Linked DNA regions of Rattus norvegicus: region 2 is linked to region 1. A link is a contact called in public Hi-C data. All regions are on one chromosome and are shown on one strand. The core of a region is the stretch at or near the end of the contact, and the rest is flanking DNA. Distances in the headings are between cores, read along the strand shown. Region 1 overlaps Dab2ip (DAB2 interacting protein). Region 2 overlaps Ttll11 (tubulin tyrosine ligase like11).

Evidence for each region. Hi-C and Micro-C count contacts between places; a contact is called where the count stands out from the background.
Region 2: a Hi-C map of frontal cortex shows a contact between it and region 1, with 1.5 times the contacts expected there. The contact joins two enhancer-like sites. A contact is called at or near these places in 2 of 12 Hi-C or Micro-C datasets (the A7r5 cell line and frontal cortex).

The regions. Positions count from the first base shown.
Region 1 is chr3:39,410,074-39,417,269 of GRCr8, reverse strand. It overlaps Dab2ip (DAB2 interacting protein), which reads right to left. Exons shown (of 16, transcript NM_138710.4): 3 at 2,953-3,086. Among named protein-coding and RNA genes, the nearest start is that of Dab2ip, 100 kb to the right of the region's middle. Within about 2 kb of position 2,834, at least 31 of the 93 cell types and tissues checked have an H3K27ac peak or open chromatin away from gene starts, as enhancers often do.
Region 2 is chr3:39,533,501-39,540,099 of GRCr8, reverse strand. The region is part of intron 8 of Ttll11 (tubulin tyrosine ligase like11); the gene reads left to right. Among named protein-coding and RNA genes, the nearest start is that of Ttll11, 200 kb to the left of the region's middle. Within about 2 kb of position 4,384, at least 19 of the 93 cell types and tissues checked have an H3K27ac peak or open chromatin away from gene starts, as enhancers often do.

The sequences.
Region 1 (7,196 bases), core at 1,585-4,084:
AGAAATGATTATCTGTCCCCAGTGCTTCCTGCCAAAGCCTCCAAAGGAGAAATTGGTGCCTGAGAGACCCGGAGATCATGGAGACCATTAGGAACCTCCCCTTGGAGCCATTTTCAGTAGAGCAAGTACAAAGGCTCAAACCTGTCCCATAGCCCTAAGCCCTCAAGTCCCTGCTGGCCTGACCCAAGCCTCAGGACCAAACAGTAGCAGCCCACACCTCGGGCAAACTTCCTTCCCAAGAATCCCAAAGATTCCAGCACAGAACCACCTGGTTTCCAGACTCTGGGTGGAGAATTCCAGAACAAAAAACTGACTTGTCCAACACAGCAAAGCAGAGCAGACGGACAACATGCATTAACACCTCTTTAGCAGTCATACAAACCACAGATTCACCCAGTTACACTGAAGGAACTGACCAGATAGCCCTAAACTGTCATCTACGTGGAAGGCCACTGGGATCAGGGCTCATACGTGCAACCCTGGAAGCCTCTATTCCCTTTCCCGCAGTCCTTGTCTCACATCCACTCCCTGCTTCGAGTCTCTGTATTTACCCCAGGACAGGCACAGGCGTGTGGGAGAGCCTGGAGAGGGGATTCAACCTCTCCTTGCTCTGTTCTTTCTACTGCACCTGGGCAGCACAACCCCCACACGAATAAGGAGGCACCTCTCCACTCACCCAGGTTTGACCGTGAAATGAGGGGGTGAGAGTAGGTTCACCACAGTTGATGTTACTCAACTTCCAAGAATAATGACTCCAGAAACTGCCCCAAAGAAACATCCACCCATTCACCCAACAGCAAATCGATTCCTGAACAAAGCAACAAACCAAGACCCCAGTCCTGAAAGCCCATTTTAGCTTCTAGACAGGGTAGGGGGATTCAAACCCAGTCTCCCTGAGTATTCAAGGGAAATCTGGGCTCCCTTCTGGTACCAGAGGCCACCAGGACAGATTGTTTACAGAAAATTTTAAAGACAATTCCACACCACTGCCAATGACATTCATCTCCTCTTGCTGCCTTTCACATTTTCCAGAAACGGATCTGTAGTTTCACTCTCTAACCGGACTAGATCTCCCCCTCCCCCTCCCCTTCCATGTAACAAGGCTAACCTGAGACCAGGCTGCACAGGATGTTTCCGAGGTCATCTTAGTGAAGCCCCACTCTGGCTAGATTGCTAGCCAAGCGCCTGCTGGCTTTTTGGTGCGGGCTTCCCAGCGGTAGAAGGTAAACACGACATGCATGCCGCTTGCTCTCAAGAGGGCAGACACACTCAGAGACCCGGGCTGCCTGCCGTCTCTCCTGCTCCCGGACAACCAACACATGCACACAAAATGGGGTACGTACACAAGCCCCCGCATGCGAGAACAGAGGGTCCGGACCCCTGCCAGGGAAAGCGCAGAGAAGGGCATGTTCTTGGGGGGAGACAGCCGGAGGTGGGGGCCGGAGGAGGGAGGAAGGCAGCAAACCGGGTAGCCTGCCGCCCAGACAGACAATAATAACAAAGATGGGAATGGAGATTTTCAAAGACGCAGTGGCTGCACCCAGCACCGAGCTCTGGCCTGGATGCATCTTCCTGCCAGGGAACGCCTGGTCCCCTGGGGCACCATAGCCATCAGTGAAAAGCTGGGGTGGCGGGGTGGGGGGGGTCCTGCCTTAGGCTGGGCTTAGCAGCCGGGGCAGGAAGCCAGGTGCAGACCGTGGTGGAGATGCACTGTAGAACAGCGCTGGGCTGATGGACAAGGAAGGTCTAGTGGTTCTAACTGGGATGTGGGAGGGGTGCTCTGGGAAAGGTGTTAGGTGTCAGTTAAACGTCACACCACCTTGGGCAGGAGTTAGGATAACTTGGGCTCCTTGCTTGCAGGAACCAAGGAGGAAAGGGAAGACATCATTCTACCTGTGCCCTTCCGCACAAGAAGTGCCAACTCGCCAACGGTAAAACGGACACGGACCCAGAAAGGCAGATGCCAGTAGCCTAAGATGCTGGGGCTGGATGCTGAAAAGGCTCCTGGGAGCCTACTGGCTCCTTCACCTCCACGACACGTTCTAACTGGCACAGAAATGCATCACTGTGCCTGTGCCTAAGTGGAAAGGTGCCTGTGGCTGACACGACTCAAGGAGAACCAGGGCCCCCAGAGGCTGTGCCCGCCCAGTGCCCCCGCACGGACAGGATGGCTTGCCCTTGCGAGCTGAAGCCTGCACGTTGCCATTGACTCCAGAGCAGGCTCAACAACCTCCTCCCCTCCCCTCCGCCCCACTAGCCACCTCCCCCTGGAATTTCCACACCTGCTCCCGGCTTGCCCAGAAGGAAGCAAGGAATAGGAGACACCCCCTGGGAGCGGGAGGTAAGGGCAGCTGCCCAGACTGTAGGGGGAAGGCCCATCTTCCCGGGTCTTAGGTGATGCCCATCAACCCAGAGCCTGGGCACTGTCTGCTTGGCTCACCCCAGCCCCCAGCGGAGCACGTGCCCTACTTAGCGCAGATGTGCCCCCTAAGCGGCCCAGCCCCCTGCTCCTCCCCTCCAGATGTTCACCCTTTTCCGCGCCACGAGCGCTACCGGCTCTGGGCAAAACCCAGCCGAAAATGCCTTTTGTATCGGACACCGAGGGACTCGGTAGGCCGGGAATGGGTCCTGAGGGTGGAGGCGCCACTTCCGTCCCTACCTCCAGGCACCGCACAGCCCGGGAAACAATGCCCACCTCGGCCAGACGAGGCAGGACCCCACATGCCCAAGAGGGCACTTGCCGCCCGGCCTCACCCCGGACCTCCAGCACCCTCCTAGCTGCAGCCGGTGAAGGCAACGAAGGCTGCAGCCCGAGTCCCATAGCCCGACGGGGGCCCAGTTCCCGGAGTTCCGGGAGGCCGGCGAGGCGTCACTCCCGCGGGAGCGTGCCCTGCCTGGGTCGGGCTTTGTCCCCGCGCCCTCGGGGCGCAGCCGGGGTGGCGGCGGGCTCACCTCTCATTGTCCGCGGCGGCGGTGGCTGCGCTCCGGAACCCCGGCAGGATGTGGCGGAAGCTGTGGTTGCGGTCCAGTTTGGGCTGGCTCTTGGTGCGCTTGATGGAGCCCTTGAGGCGGCGGCTGAGGAAGCCCTGCGCGCGGGGCGACAAGAGGGGGAAGGGGAGGCGGGGTTAGCGCGGCGGCGGCGGGCCGGGACCCGCACCCTCGCGGCCCACGGCGGGCCGGGCTCGGCCCCAGCAGCTCGCGGCCCGCGCCGCCGCCCGCCCGCCGACCGAGCGCCGACGGCCCGGCCCGCGCAGCGCGGCCCAGCCCACCCCGCGCCGCCCGCCGGCCGGCCCAGCCCGCCACGTCGCCCCCGCCCCTAAGCCGCCGTTGCCATGGCGACACTGAGCCGAGTGTCTCCGACCGTGGCCGAGGATGCCCGAGCCCCCCTACCCACCTCCTGGCGCCGAGAGGGCGGGGCGGCAGGGCTTCGGAGGGGCGGGGAACTTAGGGGGTGGTGATGAGTGGCTAGCGCCACCAGCAGCCCCTCACCTCACCTTCCTTCGCAACCAGGCCACACCCCCAACCTCCAGGAGGATTCCACACACCCCGCCCCGTCAGAGACTGACAGGAGTGGTTACTCAAATGAAGGAAAGTAAGGCTGGGAAAGCAGGTCCTCCAACAAGCCAGCGAGCCTCCTAGTAATCTGGCCATCTAGACCCCTAAGGCGGACAGACAATGGCTGGCTGTCAGGATGGAGGCTGAAACACTTGGACCCCCCAAAGCCAATCCCCATGGGTACAGGTTCCCCAGTTCCTCTCTTAAGGAGGGACCAAGGTGTGGAAGGGTTTGCTGAGTGCCTCCAATTTTGGGACACCCGACTCAGACCACTTATGGATTCACCAGCCAGTGCTGAGCTGAGGCTCCAGCTAAAAGCAGCATTCCCAACTCACCACACTCCACCCCACCCCAATCCAGAGCTTCTGGACAAATGAAGTGGCAGGTGACAAGCCAGGCCTCAGTACACCCAGGTTCGACCAGATGCCCTTTACAGATGATGAGTAAATGTGGGGCTCAAAGGGCCACAGCTGAGTCTTACTGGGAGAGCTGGTTAGTTTTATATAAACTTGGCACAAGTTAGTCATTTGAAACTCCCGACTAAGAAAATGCCTCCATTAGGATCCAGCTGTAGGACATTTTCTTATTTAAGGATTGATGTGTAGGGACACAACTATTGTAGGTGGGGCCACCCGTGGGCTGGTAGTCCTGAGTTCTGTAAGAAAGCAGGCTGAGCAAGCCATGTGGAGCAAGCCAGTAAGCAGCACCCCTCCTGGCCTCTGCTCCTGCTCCAGGTTCCCACCTTGTCTGAGTTCCTGTCCTGACTTCCTCCAACAATGGACTAAGGTATGGAAGTGTAAACTCAATCAACCCTTTCCTCATCATGTTCCTTTGTCATGGTTTTCCACATAGCCTTGGGAAAGTGGCTCAGACCCTGTGGGCACCTTGAGGGAGAAGAACTGAGAACTAGAACTCCCTGAGGAAGGCTTGTACAGAAGAGGTGCTGGAACCCAGCCACTCAGCTTGATTCTGGGTGACCAGAGGACAGACGTAAAGGAGTGTTATTTTGAAATCGTGTTGTCATTGTGATCTGAATTTTGAAGTTTTTCCATCATAGAAGGGGTGGGGCTGATAAGATTTCTTAGTTCAGAAGGTCAGGTGAACATTTGCTACAGCCCTAACCCTTGGACATGACAACCTCAAAAACTGGCTGAATAAATCCTCTTATATCACCAGCACACACAGAAAACACCAGAAAAACCTTATCTGCAAACCTTATTTGTAAAGAGGTTATCTTCCAAGGACACCCAGCTCCAAGAGCTACTGCCAGAGCTGTTCCCACAGGACACACCCTCTTTTACAATGCCCCAAGCTATCCCTCCTTCTGCCCTTTCCCCTCTACACTTCCTTCCTCCTCAACCTCTTCCTATCACCAGTCAGCATACCAGAAGTCCTCCTAAGCCAACTAAAATGCCACCTCACCCAAAGACCTTCCCAGGTAGTAGTGTCCAAATACACCACATCCAGGTTTCAAATGCAGTGGAGCTCAGTAAACACCTCTGGATTTAAGGGACCCTTCTCCAAAGACGTAACCCACAGGCAAGGCAATGCAGACTAAGGAAGGTTAAAGCTCCTAGGAGATGGCAGGCAGACAAGGACACCTCCATGTAAACCCTGGGCTCTCCCAACTCAGCCCTTCCTGAGGAGTCTCCCCAGTAGGCTTAGATTTTTTTTTCTTGGTTTTCATTTTCTGCACTGACGACACTGTATGGTACAAAGAACCACAAAGCCCATTTTACAGGTTGTTGAGCCCACTCATAGCAATATTGTCAGTTTGATCCTATTTCTGAGAGGAGGAGGAGGAAGAGGAAGAAGAGGAAGAGGAGGAGAACCACTCTCCCTCTAGAAGAATGGGTTGTACTCTTGCCACTTTCCACCATGTCTCCTCACAAGGCTCAAATACCAGGTGACAGACATTTGTAACTTCCTTTTGAAAAATCAATGCTACCTGCTACCTCCCCTGACCCAAGCTGCAATGACCTTGAAGATCAGTACTCCAAGAGCCCTGTACACTAGACAGTGGAACCACAACAGCCGTGGGCACTATGGGGTGACAGGACAGGGTGACAAGTGTTGTCTACATTCCTAAGAGGTCCAGAAGGTCAGACCATGAGGAGATTCTTCAGGGAACCATTGAGAACCTCTGTAAATCCCCACTGTACCACAATGAGCCCTACAGACCTTGGTGTCTCAGCTCAGAGTCCCCTGATCCTAGGGGTAATAAATACCCCTCCTTCTAGGAGCATGAGGCCATGGCCTCATGGCCAACAAGCTGTATTACTGAGGGTGACATAGGGGTTTTCCCAAGATCAAAGGCACCAAGCTACATTCCCGTGCTGTGCCCAGATTCACAGGGACAGGGAGTCAGGTGGTTGGTCCCTGGCTCTGGATGAAAGGAGACAAGCCTTTTCTCTTGTCCCTTCGTGGAATCAGCTACAGCCAGAGTTCACAAAGAGTGGCTGATTGGTCTTCAAGCCAGGAAGTTATGCTAGACCCAAGGCAAAGGGCTGGGAGGTGGCTCAGTGGCAGAGTGCAAGCTAGCTGCAGAGTTTGATGCCAGCACTGAGAAGAAAAAAAGAAAACAAACAAACAAACAAAAAGACCCGAGTCAGCCTTTAACTCAGTGGCACCAGACAAGGTTCCTGTTCCTTCTAGCTATGAGTTGTGGCAACACATTGATCCCAGCACTCCAGAGGCAGAGGTCAGCAGATCTTTGTGAGTTTGAAGTCAGACTGATCTACATAGGGAGTCCCTAGCCTGCCAGGGTTATGTAGGAAGACCCTGCCTAAAAACACAAATGGTTCCTTCCTCCAGTAGAACAGAGTTCCTGACATCAGTGTTGGGCTGTGCTGGAGCATACTGACAGCCAGTGGCTCAGAACCAAGAGGTGCAGGCAGGCACATGGGCCTCAACCCGGGCTGTACCCAGCTTGTCTGAGAGAGTTGATGGGCAAGGCCTGTCAACTCACTGTGGAATGAGTTGGGGAGGGACATGCAGTGAGTATTAAACAGGACACATAAAGCTAATTGGAGTTTAGGTTTGGGGTGCAGAAGAGAATATCCAACAAAAGCCAAATTTATCCACACAGGAACCCACTCAAATACAAAGGTTTCATTTAAAAATCTGCAGCTTGTAATAGCATATGCCAGGGCTAGATCATCTGTGAGGGCTAGACATACTTTCAATAATCACTCCATAATCTCTCCTTTGTCTGCCCCACAGCCAACACACACACACACACGCACACACACACACACACACACAGACGCACAGACGCACATGCGCACGCAGTCTGCTTTCTCACAAGTTCTTTCTCCTTACATACAAGGGATCTGTCCTTGCTAATTCTCCCCTGGGGCTTTTTCTAAGTGCCTGGGTTCAAATCTCTTTTCATTGGTTTCCTGAGAAGGGTCCCAGCATGTAGCCCAAGCTGGCCCTGAACTCATGTGGAAGCCCTCAGCCTCCTGAACTGTAGGATTATAGGAAAAGCACCTTCACACTTACTTTCTAGGATCAATGTTTTTCAGGGGAGGGGGGCAGGGGTTGATAAGACATGGTTTCATGTAGCCCAGGCTGCCCCCAAAACTCCTCACCCTTTTAACTCTTTCCATGTGCTGGAATTACAGACATACAATACCATG
Region 2 (6,599 bases), core at 3,135-5,634, 120 kb before region 1:
AAAAGGGACTTCAGTTTCATAGCCAATGAGTGGTGGCAAAGGCAAGATTTGAACTAGGGCCTCGGCTACCCCGAGTACTGTCTCTAACCTAGAAGCGATGTCTGTTCCCTGAATGACCGGGGAGGGGACAGTGCTTGTGTGTCAGGAGTCAGAGGTGATGCAGAGGCAGGGGCTGTGCTAACAAGAACACTGCATGTTTCGAAGAGTTGAAAGAGAGGACTGTGCGACCCTCACAACAGAGAAATGACATGTTAACCTGACAGATACTAATCACCCAAACGTGATGTCATGCTCACACGTACTGAGCAGCACGCTGTGTCCCGTGAACATGTAAATATCATACATCAAGATCACTTCCATCTGAAAAGTCACCTCATCCAGCACAGAACCTACTGGAGGGGCACATCTGGAGTGTGTGAGCTGGAGATGTCCTTCCCAGCTCCCATCTCCCCGACCCTCTTCCCTGGACTTCATTTTCCTGTTTCCATTGTTGCCGGAAAGAAGTGGCTGGGGGCCTGGGAAATAGGTTGGGCTTTCAGGCCAGGGATGGAAGCTCCTCTGTGCGGGTGGAGATGGAACCCCTGTTATCTCCAGCAGCTGCCAGCTAGGCCATTATTGCCTTCCTCTCAAGGTTGCCCAGCACCCCTGATTCTGAGGGACAGCTAAAGCCAGCTGCCTGACAAGGGCCATCCGGCAGGCTCCCAGAGAGCGGCAGAAACCTGTGCTTAGCTGTGGTTCTTGCTTTTGCCAGAAAGCAGCAGAAATGCCAGAGTGTGAGTGAGTCCTTCTGTCTGTCCTCCCTCCCTTCTTCCCTGCCTCCCTCAGTTCCCTTCCTTCCCCTTTCCCCGTTCCCCCTCCTCCTCCCTCTTTCCCTCTCTCTTTCCCATCTGTCCGGCTCTGTGGTTCCTTCCCCTTCCCTTCCTCTTGTGAAGCAAGCAATCTTTAGGCTTTCTTCCGCTCCAGTTATATGCTGGCCAGCGTACTTCTGTATGTCCTGGTCTCTCTGTGTGTCTGTGTGTCCCTGTGAGCGCCTGTGTCTGTGTGTCCTGGCTAGTATTTAGTAAGTTGACAAATGACCCTAAGGATCCCACACACTCAAAACAGAGCGTTATGAGTGAGAGAACCACAGCCCATGGGAGCCCGGCCTCACGGACAGGGTCATTGTGAGATGCCAGCCCAGTGAGTGACACAGGGTCGCCCTCTATCCCAGCACCCACAGTGGGTGCCCAAGTCCTATCAGATCCTCTCTTTACCCCAGAGCCCACCCAGACTCAGTGAGACTGGGCTCAGTCCACATCTCTGGCACTTGAGGCTTGGGAACAAAGGTCCCCTACCTCAGGTGACCCAGCTACTGATGTGGAGGAGAAGAAAAGGAGTGCTGGAAACATGGCTTGGAAAAAGCCACTTTCTGTGAGGAGATATAATAATCCTCAAGCCATCTCTCTGTTGGGTGTCTGGTGTGTGGAAATGGCCTTAGCAATGTCTGTGAACACTGAGTCACCTCTGTCATGTCTATGCCCACCCTGCTCTTATCTGGCCTTCAGAGTAGGTATTAGCACCTGTGTACAGGTATGTGTTATGTAGTGTGTGTGTGTGTGTGTGTGTGCATGAGTGTGTGTGTTGTGTATTGGCTCTGTGTGTATGTTGTGTATTGGCTGTGTGTGTTATATATTATATATGTAGCGTGTGTGTGTGTGCATGTGTGTGTGTTCTGTATTGGTTGTGTATGTGTTATATATTGTATATGTAGCATGTGTGTGTGTTGTATATTGGCTGTGTGTTGTATATTGTATATGTAGCGCACGTGCACGTGTGTGTGTGTGTGTGTGTAGTGTGTGTGTGTGTGTATGTTGTATACTAGGTGGGCAGCTGGGGTGCTCTGTATGCACATGAACGTGGAGAGCAAAAGAGAACCTTGCTGTCATCCTTCAAGCCTACACCACCTTGATTTTCAGACCACTGTGTACCTGCATGTCTAGGGACAGGTTAGAATAAGCTGACCAGCAGGCCCCAGCTATCTGCCAATCTCTTCCTCCCTCACTGGGATCACAAGTGTATGCCACCTCCTGGTAGGTTGTTTGTTTGTTTGTTTGAGATGCATTCTGCAGGATCAAACTCAAAGATCTCCTGCTGGCAAAGCAAACATTTTACCTACTAAGCGATCACCCCAGTCCCCGTAATGAGCTATTTTTAGTAATAGAATAAACATCCAGAAGACTCTTCACCCCAAACAGAAGCTAAACCTTCACAGTAACATCCTCAAACATGTGGCTCCCCACCTTGGCTGGCTACCGTCCTTCCCCACCGAGGAGTCTGAGCCCTGGATTCTCCTCTGTAAATATTCTCTCTGAATGTCAAAGTCTGCTCGGGAGCTGGGTGGAACTTAGCAGTGTGCAGCTCACACTCTCCAGCTTGCCAGTGTAATTGTCTCTTTTTCTCCCCAAATGACGGATTTTAATTTCCAAGCTTAGAATTTCCAGCAGAATACAAAAGTCTCAGCCAGGCTGGGATGCCGCAGCCTTCTCCTCAGCCAGCACCAAGTGAAGAAGCATCCGTGGATGGAGATGCAATGATTTCACATCAACTGCACTCACAATTACAGACCCTGATGGCGGGCGCATCTCTGTGGTTAGAGAGGAGGGCAGCATGCAGATAGGGCAATAAAATGTGCCAACATCACTGGAGCCACAGTTCACCTGCATAGGAGCACTGGGTCCCAGCAGCTGGGCATCCACCCTCTAACACAATCTGTTTCCTGTTTAAGAACGTACTATGCCAGGGGTTGGGGATTTAACTCAGCAGTAGAGCGCTTGCCTAGCAAGCGCAAGGCCCTGGGTTTGGTCCCCAGCTCAAAAAAAAAAAAAAAAAAAAAAAAAAAAGAACGTACTATGCCAGGCCTAGCAGCACACACCTGAATCCCAGCCTGTGATAAACAGGGAAACCCTATCTTAATAAAATGTAATACATACATACATACATGCATGCAAACATACATACATATATACCCACACACACGCACACATACATGCACACACACATACATACACACACACATACATGCTCAGATACATGCACACATATACACATGTACACATACATATATGTACATGTGCACACATATATGCATACATACACACATATACACATACATGTACATGTGCACACATATACACATACATACATACATACACACACACACATACATGCACACCAGCAAAGGTGGTGTTAAAGGTCCTCCCTGAGTCTTAGAGGGGGAAATCTAAGAATGCACAGTTTAATAGCTGATGTTGTATGCTAGGGACCTTTTTATCAAATACACAATTTTCACCCCCTTCTGAGTCCCTGAGTGCACCCTTCAGGCAGCCCTGGGTGCGAGTGGCTATCGTTCTCCTTTTTTAGACCTATTTGTTTTATTTTATGTGTATGGATGTTTTGCCTGTGTATAGGTATGTACACCGTGTGTGTCCCTGGTTTCTGCAGAGGTCAGAACTGGGAATTGGCCCCCCTAAAACTGGAGCAAGTTACAGGTAGTGGAGAGCCGCCATGTGAAGGCTGGCGATCACACCTAGTCCTCTGCAGGAGCAGCAGGTGCTCTAAATCTCCGAGCCTTCTCTTCAGCCCTTGAGTGACAATCTACTCAGAGCCACTGGGCTACAGAGTCAAACAAATGGGGCATTCACCCTGGGCTTGATAACTTGCCAGCTAGGTGTCCCGGAGCAAGCTGCCTGACTTCCTCCAACCCTTGTTCAACGTCTGTGAAGTGAGCAGGATCCTGGTGCCTACCTCACATGCAAAAAAATATCACGGAACGAAGCTGCCAACCGGGTCTGCCTCTGTGCTCAGAAACTAACCCGCTGCCATTCAGACGTAGCGTGCCCCTCGGGAACCCTCTCCAAGGCGCCTGCTCCTTTCAGGCCCCTGAGGTGTTAGGGAGACAAGTAGGAAGAAAGGCTGCCCTAGAGTAGTCTGCTCAGAAGGGTGGGGCAGGCTGCCGTGGGTGTTTTCAATGGCTGACAAGAGTCCAGGCCTCTCACTTAGGTGGCCTCACACTGCCTTCTGCTCAGACAAGGAAGTCAGCCATGTTCCTGTCTGGCTCCCTGCGGCATTACACTTCTGGGGAGGGGGTACTCCCTCACTCTAGGCAGAGTGCCAGCCACCTCAGAGTTCTCCACCAGGGTCCTTGCCTGTCCCAGAGATCCCCCTCCTGTCATGCACAAAGCCAGGGCCCACCTCAGCGCCAGGCTATGCCGGGATCCCTCTTATCCACTCGTCACAGCTGGTGCATGTGGTTACGCAGCCTTCGTGCAGTACCTGCTGTCAGGTTAAACCAACCAGCTACAACTGCGGTTCTTGTGTCCTACCGAAGCCTACTGCTGTGCCTGGCGCATGGTTGATGCTCCACACACATGTGCAGCACGGACCAGACCCTGCCAGCCAGCCCATCCTGTGGGCGTCTGTAGCTCCCTGCCGTCTCTCACCAAATTTCCTCAGTCGACTTATGCAAATCATGTGACGCCTGGACTCTCTTCAGCTGGAACGCGATCCTACCGAAAAGCAGTTTAGCCGGTGATGTACTGAAATATTTAAAAGTATTTTTACTCGGCATGTTTAGCAAGACTTCCCTTATGCATATACATGGCTGCCCCACCCCTAGGCCAGAATCACAAAGCACCACCTGGAGGTATCCTGGGACCGGCCGCTTTCTTCAACCTTGAAGTTACCTCAACATCAGATGGCTCTCTCTGGATAGATGTCCAACAGACTCACAAAATAGCTAAATTATTCTTAATAAAAGCAAGGAGAATGCCAGCTTCCCCCGGCTCAGACGTGTGTCTTCAAGGCCTGCAGGACACCCAGTCATGTGTCCTGTTACCCACTGTCTCCGGCCTCCCTCATCCTCAGTCACCTAGGCAAAAAGGGAAACATTGCATCAGAGCACCAGAACTAGGCAGAAGGGAGAAAGCTGACTGCCTCTCACCACCTCCCTACGCCTTACACCCACTGCCTCTGGTTCCTCTGGGGACTGCCACCACAGCAGCGCTCAGCATCATGGGCCAAGCGACTGTCAGAGAGCGGAGCGCTGAGAGGAGTCACTTCTCTTCTGGGGGCCTCAGCCGCCTCTGCAACAGGGCCCCTGACATCTACCTGGGGATGGTGGTGTCTCATGTGTTTTTGTCCTCTTCCCAGCCACCTGGCATCACTCCCGTTAGAGGTGTGCTGTGAAAATGAGAATATGGATTCCAAGCTGTGAGCAGGATGCCCCATTCCCAGGAGGCTCCTTCCAGAGGAGGAAACTGAAGTTCCAAGAGGCGGAAAGTTGAGAAGCCTCTCATGGACAGAGATCACACACGCAGGCCATGGAGAACAGAGACCACTCACGTGGGCCATTGATGATGGCAAGAAGGAGCCTGAGTTCAGTTCCCAGACCCCGAAAGGCATGAGCACCAGTCCCACCCCACCCCCACACGTCCTCAGTGTGGGAGCTAGGATAGCAGTGTCTGCTGTGACAACAATCTGGTTCCTGGTCTTGGCAAAGGCCACTGGTGACAATGGCAGACATCTAGAAAGCACTCAACTATGAGGGCTCCTTTCCAAGCACCTCCTCATTTGTCACTTGCCAGTCCCAGAGAAGCCAGTGGAATGTTTGCACTGGTGTTACTGTGACAAATAAAAAATGTTCTCTGGCATGTGCCCAACTGTTCAAAGCTGGAGAAGAAGGGCCAGACAGCGGAGGAGCTGCCTCCCCAGACACCCAGTTACTCCATAGCGGCTTCTAGACCCACTAGGTCTAAGCAAAGATTCTGCCACGGGCCACACCCTAACCTGACCACAAGTCATCTGCCCCGGTGTGAGCGACAGTTATCCAGCACCTAACATGAACCAGGCTCGACAAGCACAGAGCAGACGGGCCAGAGACTCCCCTCCCTTTCCTCATACCCAGGCCCCCAAGTACTGAAGAACAAGCCTCTTTGTACTAACTCCACTACTCTACAGTGATAAAGCTCAGGCTGCACATCATGGTTCACCCTCTTGGTGTTTCACATTCTATGAAGGTTCCTCCTTTTAAATCTTTTTATTCTTTTAATCCCTCATTTCTGTATCTTACATGTATGGGTGTTTTACCTGAACGTATGACGTGAGAGCCTGATCCCTAAGGGGGTATCAGACCTAAATGGTGGTGACAGCCAAACAGGTGCTGCAAATCGAGCCCAGGTCCTCTGGAAGAGCAGCTGGCGCTCTTAGCTGCTGAGCCAGCTCTACCCAGCCCACATTCTATGCGTCCTAACAACTGCATGAGGAGGGCCCCTAACTATCAGCTCTGCGTTTTGCTCAAGAGAGCTGTACTGCCCTAGCCTCTCTGTGCCCTGTTTACCATTTTTCTCCCCGCTCCCTGCCCCACACACATTCCCAGAGCCCTTGACAACTGCCACGACTCCATGTAATTCTGCTCTTTCCAAAATGTTGTGGCTGCTGCGATCACCGTGTGCCTAGCCTGTTCAGACTGGCTTCTGCCACCAGCAGTGTGCCTTTAAGATCCTCTATGCCTTTTTATTCCTTGACAGTTCGTTATTTGAATCTCTGGACAGCCATCCATTAGA